2 separate regions of the Mus musculus genome follow, and region 1 is linked to region 2. Evidence: chromatin contacts called from public HiChIP or PLAC-seq data. All regions are on one chromosome and are shown on one strand. The core of a region is the stretch at or near the end of the contact, and the rest is flanking DNA. Distances in the headings are between cores, read along the strand shown.

Region 1 (7,179 bases), core at 3,656-6,155, 140 kb before region 2:
TGAGGGGAGATTAGCCTGCTGTCCATGTCTGCCTGTGACTTAGGTCATCTTAGTCACTGTTAGACAGTGCTCCTGATGCAGTCTGAGGTTCCAGACAAGGTCTGTGGTGGTGGTGGCTGATCTGGAGCCTGCTTGCGGGCCTGCTGTCACTGCCTCCCCTGCAGGCATTGTGTAGCCCAGGTCCTCGGTCACTCCTTGGTGAGCTCAGTGGACTCCATCGGCTGAACTGCACAGGGCACTTTCTGAACTTGCAGATCTGACCTAATGCATCTTACTTTCCATTTTCTGACTGACTCTTGGTTGTTTCTTCTTTGCACTGCCTGCCTACCTTCAAGTAGAAAAAGACATTCACACTTATACCAGCCTCCTGGGGAGCCTGCTTGCCTCTGAAGGTCAGCTTCCATCCTCCCTGGGTCCCTCCTCCCAGCATGCTGTGATGTCTGTCTCTCCTCTGGCCCCTTTGCTTCTATCTCTTGGGGTGGATTCTCAAACTTGGGGTCACTTCTTTTTGATTAAGAGAGATTCTAGGTTCAGCCTAAGAGCCTATAAAGCCCAAGTCAAAGTGTCCTGAGAGAACAAAGAAGCTTGCTCAGTTCTTTCCCAGGGAGAAGTTATGCAGGAGTTGACAGCTTCTATCAGTATCGGCCAAGTGTGTGGGTTCTCCTTTGCCGATTGAGCACCAGGCATATGCAGTGGGCGGCAACTTTCATCACTGTACCCAGTAGCTTACCTCACTCAGACCCTGGCCTCCAGGGTCCCTGCCTCTCACTCAGCTCCTCCAGCTTAGTCTCAGAGGCCCAGCAATGGAACGCCACAGGGAGGTACGTGAGGTGCACGGAGCATTAAGCCGGTTGAAGATCTCCTATGCTAGATGCTCACTCCTTGGCCTCCACTAGGACACCCTCGCCCCCACCCTCCCCCAGGGGTGTCAAGAGTATCTGCGTGTGTACCATGCACAGGAATATCTGCACGTGTGTGTGTGTACAGTGCACATGCCTAGTGCCTTTAGAGAGGAGAACAGTGGTTTAAGTCCCCTAGACCTGGAGCTACAGATGGTTGTAAGCCATCATTTCTAAGTTGGGAACTGAACCTAGGTCCTATGTAAAAGCAGTAAGTGCTCTTAACTACGGAATCATTTCTCTGGCCTCCATTGGCGGCGGAGAGGAGGGGGTTGTTAAAATTTTTATGGCTACACAAAGCTCAAAACAGCCACAGCCAGCAGTGGCCATGACCATGTTTGAGTACATTTTTATTTACAAAAACCGGTATAGCCCAGATAGGAAGCTGTACAAGTCTGGTTGAGGCAGCTCAGCCCAAGGCCTTCAGGTGGGTTTTGAAGCATCTGAGTTATTACAGAGTCAGAAAGCCTCTCTGGGTAAGACCACCCCCTCCCCCACCCCTACTCTCACCCACAGCCAGAGGTTTTGCAGGCAAGGAAGTCAGGCCTCTTCCTGGCTGTGGTCTGTCTGCATGCCCAGTCCACTAGCCAGTGGGACTCAGACTGCTTTGATTTTAGAATTAATGTCTGATTAAAAGTAGGTTATTTCCCAAAATATTTTCCGTGTGGTCACCAAGAGGAGGTTAGCAGTCATATGAGGCTGCATAGTAGCTCCGATAGACCTGACTTCTCAAGTGGTCTGTTCCTGGAGCAGACCGTAAATGAAAGAGCAGCTGGTCATTGCCCAGAGATGGAGCTGTGACTTGGCCTCTAGTTGCAAGTCCTGGAAGAACAGTGCTTGACAGGGTAGTGTGGCCTCACTCCTGCAGCAGCAGTCTGCCCAGCTGCAGGCTCCAGCCTCTAGGTGTGAAGCCAGATTAGATGGGACGATCTGCTTGGCTTACCTTCTGCTGGCCAGGCCATTCCGAAAGCAGTTTCTGTGCCTCCACTGCTCGCTGTGTATGTGTGTCTGTGTGCCGTTTTCTCCATTGCTCGCTGTGTATGTGTGTCTGTGTGCCGTTTCCTCCACTGCTCGCTGTGTGTGTCTGTGTGCTGTTTCCTCCACTGCTCGCTGTGTCTGTGTGTCTGTGTGCCGTTTCCTCCACTGCTCGCTGTGTCTGTGTGTCTGTGTGCCGTTTCTCGGAGGGTAGGAAGGAACACGGCATGGATAAGGAGCATGCCTGGCAGTTTCTGGTCTGTTGGGGAGCAGGACTATGTCACATGTCCTATTCTCAGTAATATGGCCCTGGGGATCACAAGCTGAGTTTATTCCTCTTTCCACTCTCTGTACACACGGGGTCTCTGCATGTCTCTAACACAGGCTGCTTGCTGAGCAGCACACATGACACTCACGTCCTTCTGCAGCAGGCAGCACCCGAGCCACTGGCATGCTCCTGCAGTACACAGTGCCAGGGGCAGAGGCTGCAGCACAGCTGAGGCTGATGGCCGGAGAGGACGCGAGCGGCAGCAAGAGGCAGGCAGCAGCGTGGCTGGCAGCCATGCACAAGGTATGGCAGGGTCGGGGGCTGAGCTCATAACAAGTGTGTTTTTACCAAAAGACTACCACATATCTGGGGTGCCCCTGCCTGTATAAAAGGCACACGGGCACAGAACCACTCATGATTTATGGTGTTCCGCAGGCTACCAAGCTCCTCTATGAATCACGAGACCAGTAACTGCAAGGGAACTGAACTCGGAGCACGTCGGGTTACATAACCAAGCTGCTTGCCCCTGCCTGCACTCTCAGGGTCTTCCCTGTGTGTGCTTGGAAATGCAATTCAAGTGTCTGGAAGCAGAGTATCACTTACCTAGTGCAATATGTACACCGCTGATTAATGCTGTAAAGAGCTTATGTTGTTGTGCATTGTGGTCCTTCAGTAGGGTTGGGAGAAGCTGCACTACATTACTGCTAAAGCAGGCTTCTGTAAACTTCCAGGTTCATTAGAGGCTTGTGGCTCTGTTCCCACAGATACATTCGGGGGTGACCACTCAGGCCCTTCCACTCTCAATAGCCCATTCACAATGCCTTAGCTGTTCCTAGACTCTGGTCACTCTGTCACTAACCGGGGCGATGAACAGTCCTGTTGCTGCCTCTAAGAGGAAGGCGTCAGCTTTCTGTTTTCTACTTTCACTTACTATTTCACTTTATTAAAATGACTGTACAGTAATTTGTATATAAAGTGTATAATTAAAACTTATTTTGAAAGTACACAGCAGGCTCTGGCCTCACTTTGTGCAGCTGTCCTGCGTCCAGAACACAAGACTCAAAGGACTCAAAGCCAGGTGTGAGACAGCAGTTTATTGTGCACGTCACACAGCATCGGTGGCACTGGGATGGCAGTGGCTGCTCACGGGTGCGATCAGCACATGGCGGCTGCCCACAGCACTGCTCCCAGAGCCTACAGGATTTACACGTAGTTCTACACAAGACTCACATGAAAAATAAAGCCTCAGGCAGGGCCTGTGTTCCGACAGAAGAAACACAGTTCCAGTGGCCTGGCTGAAAAACAATCCTGGTGTAGAAAAAGCCTGTCTACAGAGGTCAAGCTCCAGAACGGACTTGCCTTGCTCAGGATGCAGCCAGTGACAGCCTCGAGGGCTGCCAGGTGGCTTTGCCCAGCCCACCACCGACTTGACTTTGACTCATCATTGCGCAGACCCCCATGTGCTGAGGCGTGCATGTCCAGCCACAGCAGAACGCCATAGGTAATGAAACGCAGTTTCCGAATGGGCTCCTTTGGTAGTGAGAGGCAATGTGAGAAAGTATGATGGTTTGAGGCTTTCCAAGAAGGGGGAGCCAAAGCCACCTTGCTCTTGTTCAAGGTCTGAGACATTTAACATGAGAAGGGGCCTTTGGGCCACGTCAGGGCTTTTGTCTTCACTGGCAGCGGTCGGGGATCAGAGTCATGACTTCTTACTGGTGGAAGGGCTGGATGTTTTGGAAGCTGGGTATTTATGTGGATTTACAGTAATTGGCAAAAGCACTACCTCTCCCAGCTCCTGCAACCTGGAGAGGGCCTCACCTGGGAAGTGGGATTCACATTGTGGACACTGTCTGCTAAAGTGAGCACCAGGAGACCATCCTAGCTTCAGTTTTCCCAGGGCAGCTGGGATCTCCTCCAGTAGCTCCTGGGAGCAAACGAGACTGTGGTACTCCAGGGGGTTCAGGCAAGTGTTCGCTGCCGGGGTTTGATCCGTGGATACAACTGGGAAGCAATGGACAAGAGTTAGGACAAACATGACCGAGAAGGATTTGGCCTCCAGGTTCCTTTCTTGTCACCTCAGCATTATCTTCAAAACATATTTGCTCAGACCTGACCTCAGCTGTCCCCTCCTGTTCATGTTTATCACACCTGAAAACCTGTTACTGTCCCTAGATCCTCAGATGTAGCACCCATGCTTGCCTCATACTTTGCCAGGAAGCATCTGGCAGGCTTGTCACAGCACTTAGAGGAGAGGCAAGCTTTCTGTTAGAGCACAGATGGCATGAATGCAGCAGAGCTGACAACCGTGACCCACGCCTCTCCACTTGGTTTCTTTCAGGCTTTCCTTTTGAGCAATCAGGTCTCTAACCACGGCTGCGTTAACTTTCCATTCTTTTGTCTTCCGAGTGCTATGCTCAGGTCAGGGGTTTGGCTCAGTGGTACAGCACTGCTCAGACCCTGGGTTCAGTTATCAGTTCAGGAGAGGGACTGGGTTACAAAACTACCAAAGCACTACAAGAACAGCAACAACACAAAAGCAACCAAGCAGTAGGGTTACGATGGGCACTACTGCACTAAGCTCTGGAGAATTCCAGATCTGGGAACTATGTGGGGTGGCTTAATACTTGCCAAAGTTCACCATGAGCCCTGATGGTCTCTAAACCTCCACGTGTTTTTCAGTATGTGGCAAAGCCACACAGCTCTAGGGACTTGGGAGCTTGCCCATGTACAAGCAGGCTGCTGGGGCTTGGAGACAGTGTTCTTGTCTACCTAGATGCCAGCAGAACTGAACCCCATGCTGTGAGTGTCTGTGCCTTTTGAACGAGTCAACGAGGCCAGACTTCCAGTGTCTAAGCCCAGTGTGAGTGCTTACCCCCAGCAAGTTTTTGGGCACGTAGCCCTCCCGGTCCCCAAGACGAGCCCACCACCACTCGGTCTCGTTTTCATCTTTGCGCCTCAGGATGGTGATGGCATCCCCTTCATGGAAGGACAGCTCATCGCTGTTCTGGGCCTCGTAGTCCCACAAAGCATACACGGTGCCTTTGTTCATCACTCCCAGCTTCTCTTGTACCCCTGGGACCAGAAAGGGATACAGGTTTTAGCAGAGGGTGGCCAGCGGAGATCGAGGTAAAACAAAACTTAATCAAGAACCACCTTTAGGGAACCATCAGACCTTATCTGAGTAGCAGCACAGCAGCTGCACGTGGTGCTTTGCGCCTTACAGCCTATGTGACTGCAGCCTCCTTCCCTCGTGGGCTGGGTCTGCCCGGCCTGTGTGCCTGTCCAGCTGCTGCTGCTTCCTTTTTTTTGTTGTTTTTGGTTTTTCGAGACAGGGTTTCTCTGTGTAGCCCTGGCTGTTCTGGAACTTACTTTGTAGACCAGGCTGGCCTCAAACTCAGAAATCCACCTGCCTCTGCCTCCCAAGTGCTGGGATTAAAGGCGTGCGCCACCACTGCCCAGCTCCTGTCCACCTTCTTTAATGCCCAAGAACTTTGTTGCCTGCCATTGTTGTGGGAGTTCAGTACAGACTGGAGTTTGGCTGTCATCACTTGTACCATCGGGCCAAACACAGTAATTTCTCAAGTTGTCTGTTGTACAGGGGGCATGGTTGAGCTCCCTGATCTGACACCGGCTACAGCAACTTAATCAGGGCATGTCCTTTACTCACCGGATGACCCCAAGCAGCTCACAGGAGCAGCCCTGCTTCAGCTCACGTAGCTAGCTAGCAGTAAGTGTGTAGACCAGTGCTGCCTGGCTCCCCACTCCTGTGACCCCAGGGCACCAAACAAAGCATCGCCCTCTTAGCAACTGGAACAGAATCCCAAGGAGAGTTCTTTCCATTAAGGCAGAGTCTCACCATGTAGGCCAGGTTGGCCTGCAGTTTCCTAAGCTTCCCACGTTCTGTGGGTCTGTACCACCCAGATACAAATGGGACTTTCAGATGTTCTGAGGGTGAGTATAAAGGCAGTGAGCACGTACATATGATCCACTCACTGAGCCAGACTCTAGCCAGCATACAGGACACAGTGCTGATGAGCCAGGGGCAACAGCCGAGGCACACTGAGCCTCTGTACATACCATACAGAAACTGGGAACACTGGATGTATCCCTCTTCCATCTCTTCACACTTGTCTGCAGCAGTCTCAATGTCACTGATGGTGGAGGCAAAGATAGCGGCTCCACTTTCCACCAGCTGCTTGCAGAGGTGGACACTGTTGCAAGAGGCAGCACAATGCAGTGGTGTCCTAGAACCAGAGGGGGAAATGTATAGTCAGAAACCACCCAGGGCTACCTGGCTCCTATATGACACAAACCTCCAAGAATTCTCAAGTATCCTAGCTTTGTGCCAAATTTGTAGGTATTTTGTTAATTTCATGTGTATGAATGTTTTGCATGCATGCATGCATGTACGTGCATTCGTGTGCAACGGCCAGAAGGAGGGTGTGTGTGTTTTTGTGTGTGTGTTATGAGATTTTGGGTTTTTCCATTAATTTATTTACTTTACATCCTAATATCAGTCCTCCCTCTCCTCCCAGTCCCCTGCTTACACAGCTCCTCCCCGCATCCCCTTTTCTTTTGAGAAGGGGGAGCCTCTCCACCCGGGTATCACCCCACCTTGGCACATCAAGTCACTGATAGGTATTTTTCATTTTCTATAGGATGCACGTATTTCATATAGAATGTTTGAAAACAGGAAGAGCAAACAATTGCAGTGCTACTAAGGCTTATGAGGACCACAGACAGCTCTAACACGAGAGAAAAAGCAAGGAGCAGCAGGATGCTGCAGAAGGCTTCTGGGAATGAACGAGGAGTGTGCTTCCTCTATGAGACTCAATTTTCTGGAGCTTGAATCACCTCTTCCTTCATAAGGCAAGGAATGAGCCTCTGGGCCTTCCCATCCCCACACCCATGGCTTCTCACCATCCGTCACTGTCTGCAGCATTCACATTGACACCAAAGTCCAGCAGAAACTTCACGATATGGTGGTGGCCAGCACAGACAGCATTGTGTAGGGGGGTGATCCCTTCGTCATTGGGT
Region 2 (7,123 bases), core at 3,172-5,671:
GTATCACAGCCATTTTCTAGTCCACAATTCACATACAAAGCAGGTGGTCTCATTACAGTGGGTGCACACCCGTGCCTCCCCCTGCCCTCCCCTGCTGTCCTCTCCCTTCCCTGCTGGTCTCTTCCTGCCTGCAAAGTCGACTGCGCAGAGCAGGAAAACATGTAATATTTATCTTTTATAGTCTGGCTCATCTCATTTAGCAGGATAATCTTTATTTCTACTGCAAACATTTTTTTTAATGGCCGAATAAAATTGCACTGTGTGGAATTGCCCAGGCTAAGCTCTCCCAACAAGGGCTATGTCAGCTACTTTATTCTATGTTTTCTTTCTTCATTTGTTGAGGAACATCTAAGGCCACGTTATGGACCAGCCAGGTGGCTCAGCAGGTAAAGGTGCTGCTATACAAACCTGGTGACCCGAGTTCAATCTCAGGGACGCACGTACAGGTGGAAGGAGAGAACCATTATACACCTCTGCACGAGGGCTTCGGCATGTGTGCCCACACATACATCATGTGTATTTACGTGTCCAGGAAAAAGTAATAATTTAAAAAGTCACAGTTCCTTAGTAGATAACATTGTTATTTTTTTTCCTGAAAACATTTCCCCCTGCTAAATGCAAAGAAATAAAAATATAACCTACCAGCACTCCTGATTTTATATACGATGAGGCTCATTAACCCCACTCCTACCCAAATTTCCTGGTAAACCTGGGTATAGTAGGGTTTCATGGGGACCCAGACTTTTTGAATCAAGGTTTGAAACATCTGAAATAGAAATGATAAACATTAAGGTAATTGCTACCATATACCTAACTGACAAGATATTTTCATCTACCTGACCAGAGCGCTAGTCCATACTCCACAGGCTCTGGGGAGCTCTCTGAACTCCTGATACCCTGCCAGCATCTTGCTAGCAGGCTGTCCCTCCCACAAGCCTCCCTGCCACTAAGGCTGGCCCCAAGCCATGCATCATTTTTTCGACCTTTGGGTAGAAGCACCCTTTTCTAGCATCGTTAGCATTTCAAGTTGAAAACAAAACAAGCAAAACCACACACCACGGTCAGATGTGGGTCTTCCCATGGGAAATGAAGACGGAGGCCTGTTAAACTACTACCCTTTAACCTCCAGTAGCTCAGGCCTGAGCTGTCAGATAAGTACACAACCAATGGTACAGAATGAGCCTAATGGGACAGCCCTTAAAGTAATGTTTCCAGTTATGATTACAGCTTACTAACTGGATACCAAACTAGATACCCACATTCCCAACCCGGGGCTTTGAAACAGCTGATGGATTTGACAGCTGCCGGGAGGACCCAGCTCTGAGCCCTTCTCACCTGACTGGGAAACCCCTGGGCTGCAGTCAGTACCTTGCCTTGATGGTTCTGCTCTACACTGCTACTGCACATTGAATCCTACTCTGCAACACTATAAAACTGACATACTGCTGTGAACAACCAGGGAAAGTGTTCATTGATGTACAACAGTATGTTATTCTTACAGCACCAGCTCAATTTAGTCAAATGGCTGTCTGTGAATTATTGAAACCTGGACCATATTCACTCAGCAAAAAAAATGAAGGGCACATGTGGTAGAGGCACGAAGGAAGAGGGGAGGGAGAGCCAGGCTACCCAGAGAAGCGTCTTCAGTGGAAGCACGGATAGTGAACTTGAAGGCGGGGGAGAAGGCAGCTGCCCTGGTTTCACCCACTAGTTTACATGACCTGACTGTGTAACAGGGATAGTAAGAGAGCTGCACTTCACACGGGTCTAGGATTCTTGCATTAGTGCACACAGCCCTGGTATCGTGTCGGGAGTGCTTGTTATACAGAATGCTACTGTTGAACTAGGGAAACAGGGAAGGCGTGCACACCATTTAATCTTGAATTTAGGGATATGTCTTCTGGGGGTGGAGATGGCTCAACAAGTCCATGTCCCAGAATCCACAAGGTGGTTTGCCACCATTTGTAATATAACTCCAGTTCCAGCGAGTCTTTTGACCTCCTGGGCATCAGAGAATATAGGGTGCATATTCATACTGTTTGGCATATTTCTATACTGCGTCCCAAAGCATCAATGATCCAAACAAGACTAGATCACACCAAATCTGGCCCACATTGCTGATTACTTCAGGAACCAATCTGCCTCTATGGCCGTGCTTCCTGCTCTTTCCTATGGGAATGAACCTAAGTGGAAGAAAGGTCTGAAGGTTAGCTCGTCCAGTGAGAGTTAGCCTGTAGAGTGGTGCTATCATCTTACCATAGATGGTCATCTGTCCTTAATTCCTCCCTATTATGTGCACCTGAATGTTCTAGTTGGATTGTTCTGCTTCAGAGCATTAGAAGGCAGCCTCTGGAAAGCGTGAAGGAACCCAAGTCACTGAGTAGGTGGAGTGGAATCTTTGTGGCACAGGCAAGGACTGAGAGAGTACTGTAGGGGACCAATGGGTTAGAACCCTTGGGATCCAGCTCTGTTCTTGACTTTAGGAATTCTCTAAACCTCCTTTGTCAGATCTCTTCATCAATCATGGACCTCCTACTTGCTCGACAGACTCTTAAAAAATAAAGGACCCTAGCTGGGAGGTGGCAGCACAAGCCTTTAATCCCAGCCAACCAGCACTCTGTAAGTTCAAAGCCAGCCTGGTCTACATGATAGCCAGGGCTACATAGATAGCCAGGGCTACACAGCAAGAACCTGTCTCAAAAGACAAAAACAAAGATATCCCCCACCCCGTCCCCAAACAACAATGAATGGATCCAGAATGGCACGTGGTGCACAGTGAGCACTCAGGAAATGATCAAATCAATAGCAAGGAATTGCTACAAAAACCCAATAGAAAGCAGCAAGTCCCAGGCCACTGGGATTCTAAGAAAGTACTTAAAGAGGTTTCATCTCATAGGCTGTGCAGAAGTGTTGAGCTGTATCAAGACTGGTATGATATCAGCGATTGACTTTAATCCTAGCATTTGGAAGGTAGAGGCAGGGGGATCTTTCTCAATTCAAGGCCAGCCTGGTTTATCTACAAACGGAGTTCCAGGATGGTCAGGGCACAGAGAAAACTTGTCTTGACCTCCCACACCCTGAAAAAGAATGTGGTGTCACAGGAGGGTCTGGAAGGAAAAGGTAAACAGAGGATGTGGAGGGACTTCAGTGGTCTTGGTGTTCTCCTCAGCATCGAGGCATCCTGGCACTGTGTCCTTATTCTAAACTGCCATGAGTCCCGACACAGTGAAGGCCTGCTATCCAGTACATTTACACCCCACCCCCACCCCTTTGTCTCTTGCTCCTGGACTTCCATTTTGGTCAGTTTGGTTGTATTTGACTACACAAGTGACATGTTCCCTGTACTCAGTGTGGCCTCTACTCTTCCCACCTAAGTTTCTCTGGCTAACCATATTTCCCAGTTGTTAGTTTTACAATACCAGATTCAATAAAAGATCATCCTACTCGAAGGTCAAATGGCTGTCTACTGAGACTGCCTATGCCTGCAGAGTTTGTGAAAGTGACAGTAACAGCAAGCTATTACCTGGCAGCACACTGTAAAGAGGGGAACATGTCTGAGGTTTATAATGTGGTTTCATACATTTTCAAACATCGGCCTTGCCAAAACCTAACTTGGAAGAAACCTGTGGAATAATGGAAAGAAGGCACTGGCTTTGAAGTGATGTTTCTTGGCACGGATTTTTAGCTGCATCCCTCCCTGAGTAACTTGAGTAGGTAACAAGATGCTCACAGTTGATGGTGGCATGCCCCTTTGCCAGAGCCTATAGTTACACAGGTTCATCCAAGTGTCAGCACAAGGACACAGTCCATGCTGAGTGGACCTCCACTAGAATCTAGCTCCTGGACAACTTCTGTGAGGATGATACTAGGGCCCCTGGCCCTCCAAGTCTTGAGGAGTAATCCCTCTTTCGCATAGAAATTGATGTCTGAGCAAAGTCTTATCTGTCCAAGGGACTGACAACCACCCCTCCCCTCATACAATCAGGAAGACTAACTCCAGAAACACCTTCGCAGTGTGGAGGACTGAACGCCGTGCACATCCCTGCCCTCGGCGTGATGGAGTCCCGGACACTCTTGGGGGACTCTTGGGGATCTGGAGGACTGACCCCGGACACCCCCGCAGTCTGGATGACTCAGCCGGGCACTCTCTCCGTCACAGTCGCGGGGAACCCGGTGGACCCTCCCTGTAGTAGGCGGCGCAGGGGCTGACCCAAGGTCAGCGTGTATCGCAGAGTCCTTCGCCCGCGATCTACCTGGGCCCCACCGCACCCGGTCCCGGACCCTCCTTAGTCCCCCGGGTTGGGAACACAGCAAAAAGCCCAGGTTCCGCTCTTACCTCCGCGGGACCAAGACCACAGGCAACACCAAATTCTGCTACAGAATGGGAAAGGTCACAGAGCACGCAGGCGCCGCGCAGGGCCTGCTGGGAAAGCGGAAGGAGCGGAGACACCAGACGCCGGCTGCCCGGCCTTCCGCGCCTGCGCACCACAGCGCCCCCAGTGGTCGCCCGGGTGTTACAAGCTTCGGAAGGGATTAGTCCAAACCAGGAGGAGCTGGGAGAAGCCTACTGTGTTTCTAGGTGTCATAAAACTGACCAGATTTCCCAGGGTTTGTGGGTTTCCAGGAACAGAGGACTTTCAGTGCTGAAACCAGGACAGTAGATAATCCGGACAAATTGTCCTTAAGTAAATAAGTAAATAAAGCCCCTTTTACATGGTTTATGGCTTTAATCCTAGCCCTCAGGAGGCAGAAGCAGCAGGATAAATGTGACTTTCAGGCCAGCCTGAAAACCTAAACCAAAATTCGCGTGTGTTGGTGCATACCTTTAGTCCCAGCACTCAGGAGGCAGAGGCAGGAAGATCGCTGAGAGTTCAAGCCTAGTCTATTTTTTTTAGTGAGTTCCAGGACAGCCAGAGCTACACAGTGAGAACCTGTCTAAAAAAAAAGAAAAAACAAAAACAAAAACAACCAATCAGACCAAAGGCCAGACATAGTGGCTCGGGTCTTTCATCCCAGCGTTTAAGGGGCAGAGGCACAGGGTGGAGGGTGGAGCGTGGGGCTGTGGGTCTATTGAGTTTGATAGCCTGGGCTACTTAGTGAGACTCTCACACTCCCTCCTCCTCCCCTCTCCCCTCCAACAAACAATAAGAGCAAAGGAAATAAAGCAACAGTGACAAGGGGAAACCCTCTTTACTTGAATTTTTTTTTTTTTTGAGATAGGTCTTTCTGTAACTTGTTATGTAGCCCAGGCTGGCCTCACACTCAGGGATTTGCCTGCCTCTGCCTCCTGTCTTCTTGGATTAAAGGCCTGCACCACTATGCCAGGCTTTTGGCATTTCTTGCCATTTCCCCCTGTATTGCTACAAAAATTTTTGCTCTAATATTTGATTAAGCAGCCATGCTGTGCATAGTAATTATCATTAAAATTGTTGTAAAGCGTTGCAGAGACTTCTGCAGGAACGCTAGGGACTGGACCTAAGGTTTTATGTTTTAAATAAGCATGCTAGCTGGGTGTGTCGTGATATAATCCTAGCACTTGGACAGTAGAGGAAGATGATTAGGGTTTTAAGAGCATCCTGAAACCCTGGTTTGGTTTTTAGAAAACAAAACCAAAACAAATGAACAAAAATTGTTATTGCTTTTTTTTTTAGTTTTTTTTTAAGTTTTTTTTTTTATGTGTATGAGTGTTTTGCTCACATCTATGTCTGTGTACCAAGTATGTGCCTGTTCGCTCTCAGAAGTTAGAAGGCATTGGATACCCTGTAACCAGCATTATGGATGTTTGTGTTCTATCACACTGGTGCTGGGATTTGAACCTGGGTCCTTTGGAAGAGCAACAAATGCCCTGAGTCACTAAGGCATCTCTTCAGCCTCAGACTTCTGTTTAAGAAATGACTGACATCTGAACAGAAACTGAACAAAAGAAAGCCACCTATTGGGTTAAAACAAATTAGGCATGTATAGCCATTACCCAAGCAGAACACAGAAGAGCTAGTCAGGAACCCAGACAAGCAAGGGAAGACAAAGGTGTCGCACACACAGAAGGAGCCCAGTCCCCTCGGCCCAGAGCAGCTAGCGCTTTCCTCCTCCCTCCTTTTCTCTTTACTTTTTTTTCCCTTAACAAATATTATTACGTGGATGAGAGTGGGGAACAATCCCCAGTGCCATGGGGCCCATGTGGAGGTCCGGGGAGCGAAGCTGTCAGGCATCTTTACCCACTGAACTGTCTTGATAACACCACTTTATTGCTTTAGTTTAAAATCACTATTATTTTATGCATACGTGTTTTGCCTGTGTCTAAGTATGGCTTCAAACTCATGACAATTCTCCTGCCTCAGTCTCTAGTGCTAGAATTACAAGAGTGGGCCACTTTATCCAGCTTTTTCCTCTCATGGTGCTGAAACCATAGGTGGGTACCTAGAACAAGATATAAACTCTACAACTGAGCTTTACCCTCCATCATACAGCTAACTGGGTCTAAGAAATCAATGAGGAATAGGGTAGAAATATTTGAAGAGCTAATAGCTGACTGAGAATTTTGTAAAAGGAATATTAAAAAAAAACAAAAACAAAAACAAAAAGGCTCCAAAACATCTTAGTGGAATCAAGCAGACAGAGAAATGAAAGTCTGGAAGTCACGTGACAAAACTAGAGCTGAGGGCTGGGGCTGCAGATCAGTGGAAGGGCGCTTGCTTAGCGTGTGTGAGGGTCCTGGGTTCCAGACCCAGCACTGCCAAACAACAAAACCCTAACACCTAATGATGATGTTAAATGACTGTTCCTCAGGATTCTCCTTATAGGAAAATTAGCATTTAGTAAAGGTGAAGTACAGTTTTGAACAAGTTGAGAATAAAGGAATAATTACTAACAGAGCATCTGCAGGCTTAGTGATTTCTAAGGCCTCTGAGGACCAAAACTTTTCACCACAATAGTAACATTTGCCTTTTCTTGCTAGAATTCTCTCATGTGCACAATGGAATTTTCCAGAGGCTGTGGGACTTGTGATGTCATATAGTGTTAACACAGAGACAGAAAAGATGTTGTCTTCTATTCAGTTAGACACTAAGGGACTGGTGAAGATTTCTAAGTGTCACTCTGGGACTGGAGAGATGACTCAGCAGTT

Evidence for each region. HiChIP or PLAC-seq counts read pairs in DNA pulled down with a chosen protein or histone mark.
Region 1: a contact with region 2 is called in an H3K4me3 HiChIP or PLAC-seq map of pro-B cells, with 3 times the contacts expected there. The contact joins the enhancer-like site here to the promoter of Atp5mpl in region 2. A contact is called at or near these places in 16 of 39 promoter capture datasets (the 3T3-L1 cell line, 3T3-L1-derived adipocytes, the C10 cell line and 12 more), 2 of 484 Hi-C or Micro-C datasets (bone marrow-derived macrophages and nephron progenitors), 16 of 115 datasets of contacts at active chromatin or transcription factors (the SCID.adh cell line, T-cell acute lymphoblastic leukemia, VIP interneurons and 9 more) and 4 of 9 other capture datasets (adipose tissue, liver, macrophages and 1 more).

The regions. Positions count from the first base shown.
Region 1 is chr12:111,825,241-111,832,419 of GRCm38.p6, forward strand. It overlaps Ppp1r13b (protein phosphatase 1, regulatory subunit 13B), which reads right to left. Exons shown (of 17, transcript NM_011625.1): 14 at 7,063-7,179; 15 at 6,220-6,386; 16 at 5,015-5,214; 17 at 3,218-4,143. The coding sequence ends at 4,102. It overlaps Zfyve21 (zinc finger, FYVE domain containing 21), which reads left to right. Exons shown (of 7, transcript NM_026752.4): 6 at 2,303-2,445; 7 at 2,578-3,148. The coding sequence ends at 2,613. Among named protein-coding and RNA genes, the nearest start is that of Zfyve21, 15 kb to the left of the region's middle. Within about 2 kb of position 4,906, at least 25 of the 459 cell types and tissues checked have an H3K27ac peak or open chromatin away from gene starts, as enhancers often do. A contact at or near this core is called in microglia, pancreatic islet and pro-B cells, where this site is marked.
Region 2 is chr12:111,962,588-111,969,710 of GRCm38.p6, forward strand. Atp5mpl (ATP synthase membrane subunit 6.8PL) reads right to left here and starts at 4,422. Exons shown (of 4, transcript NM_027360.3): 1 at 4,337-4,422; 2 at 643-766. The coding sequence starts at 766.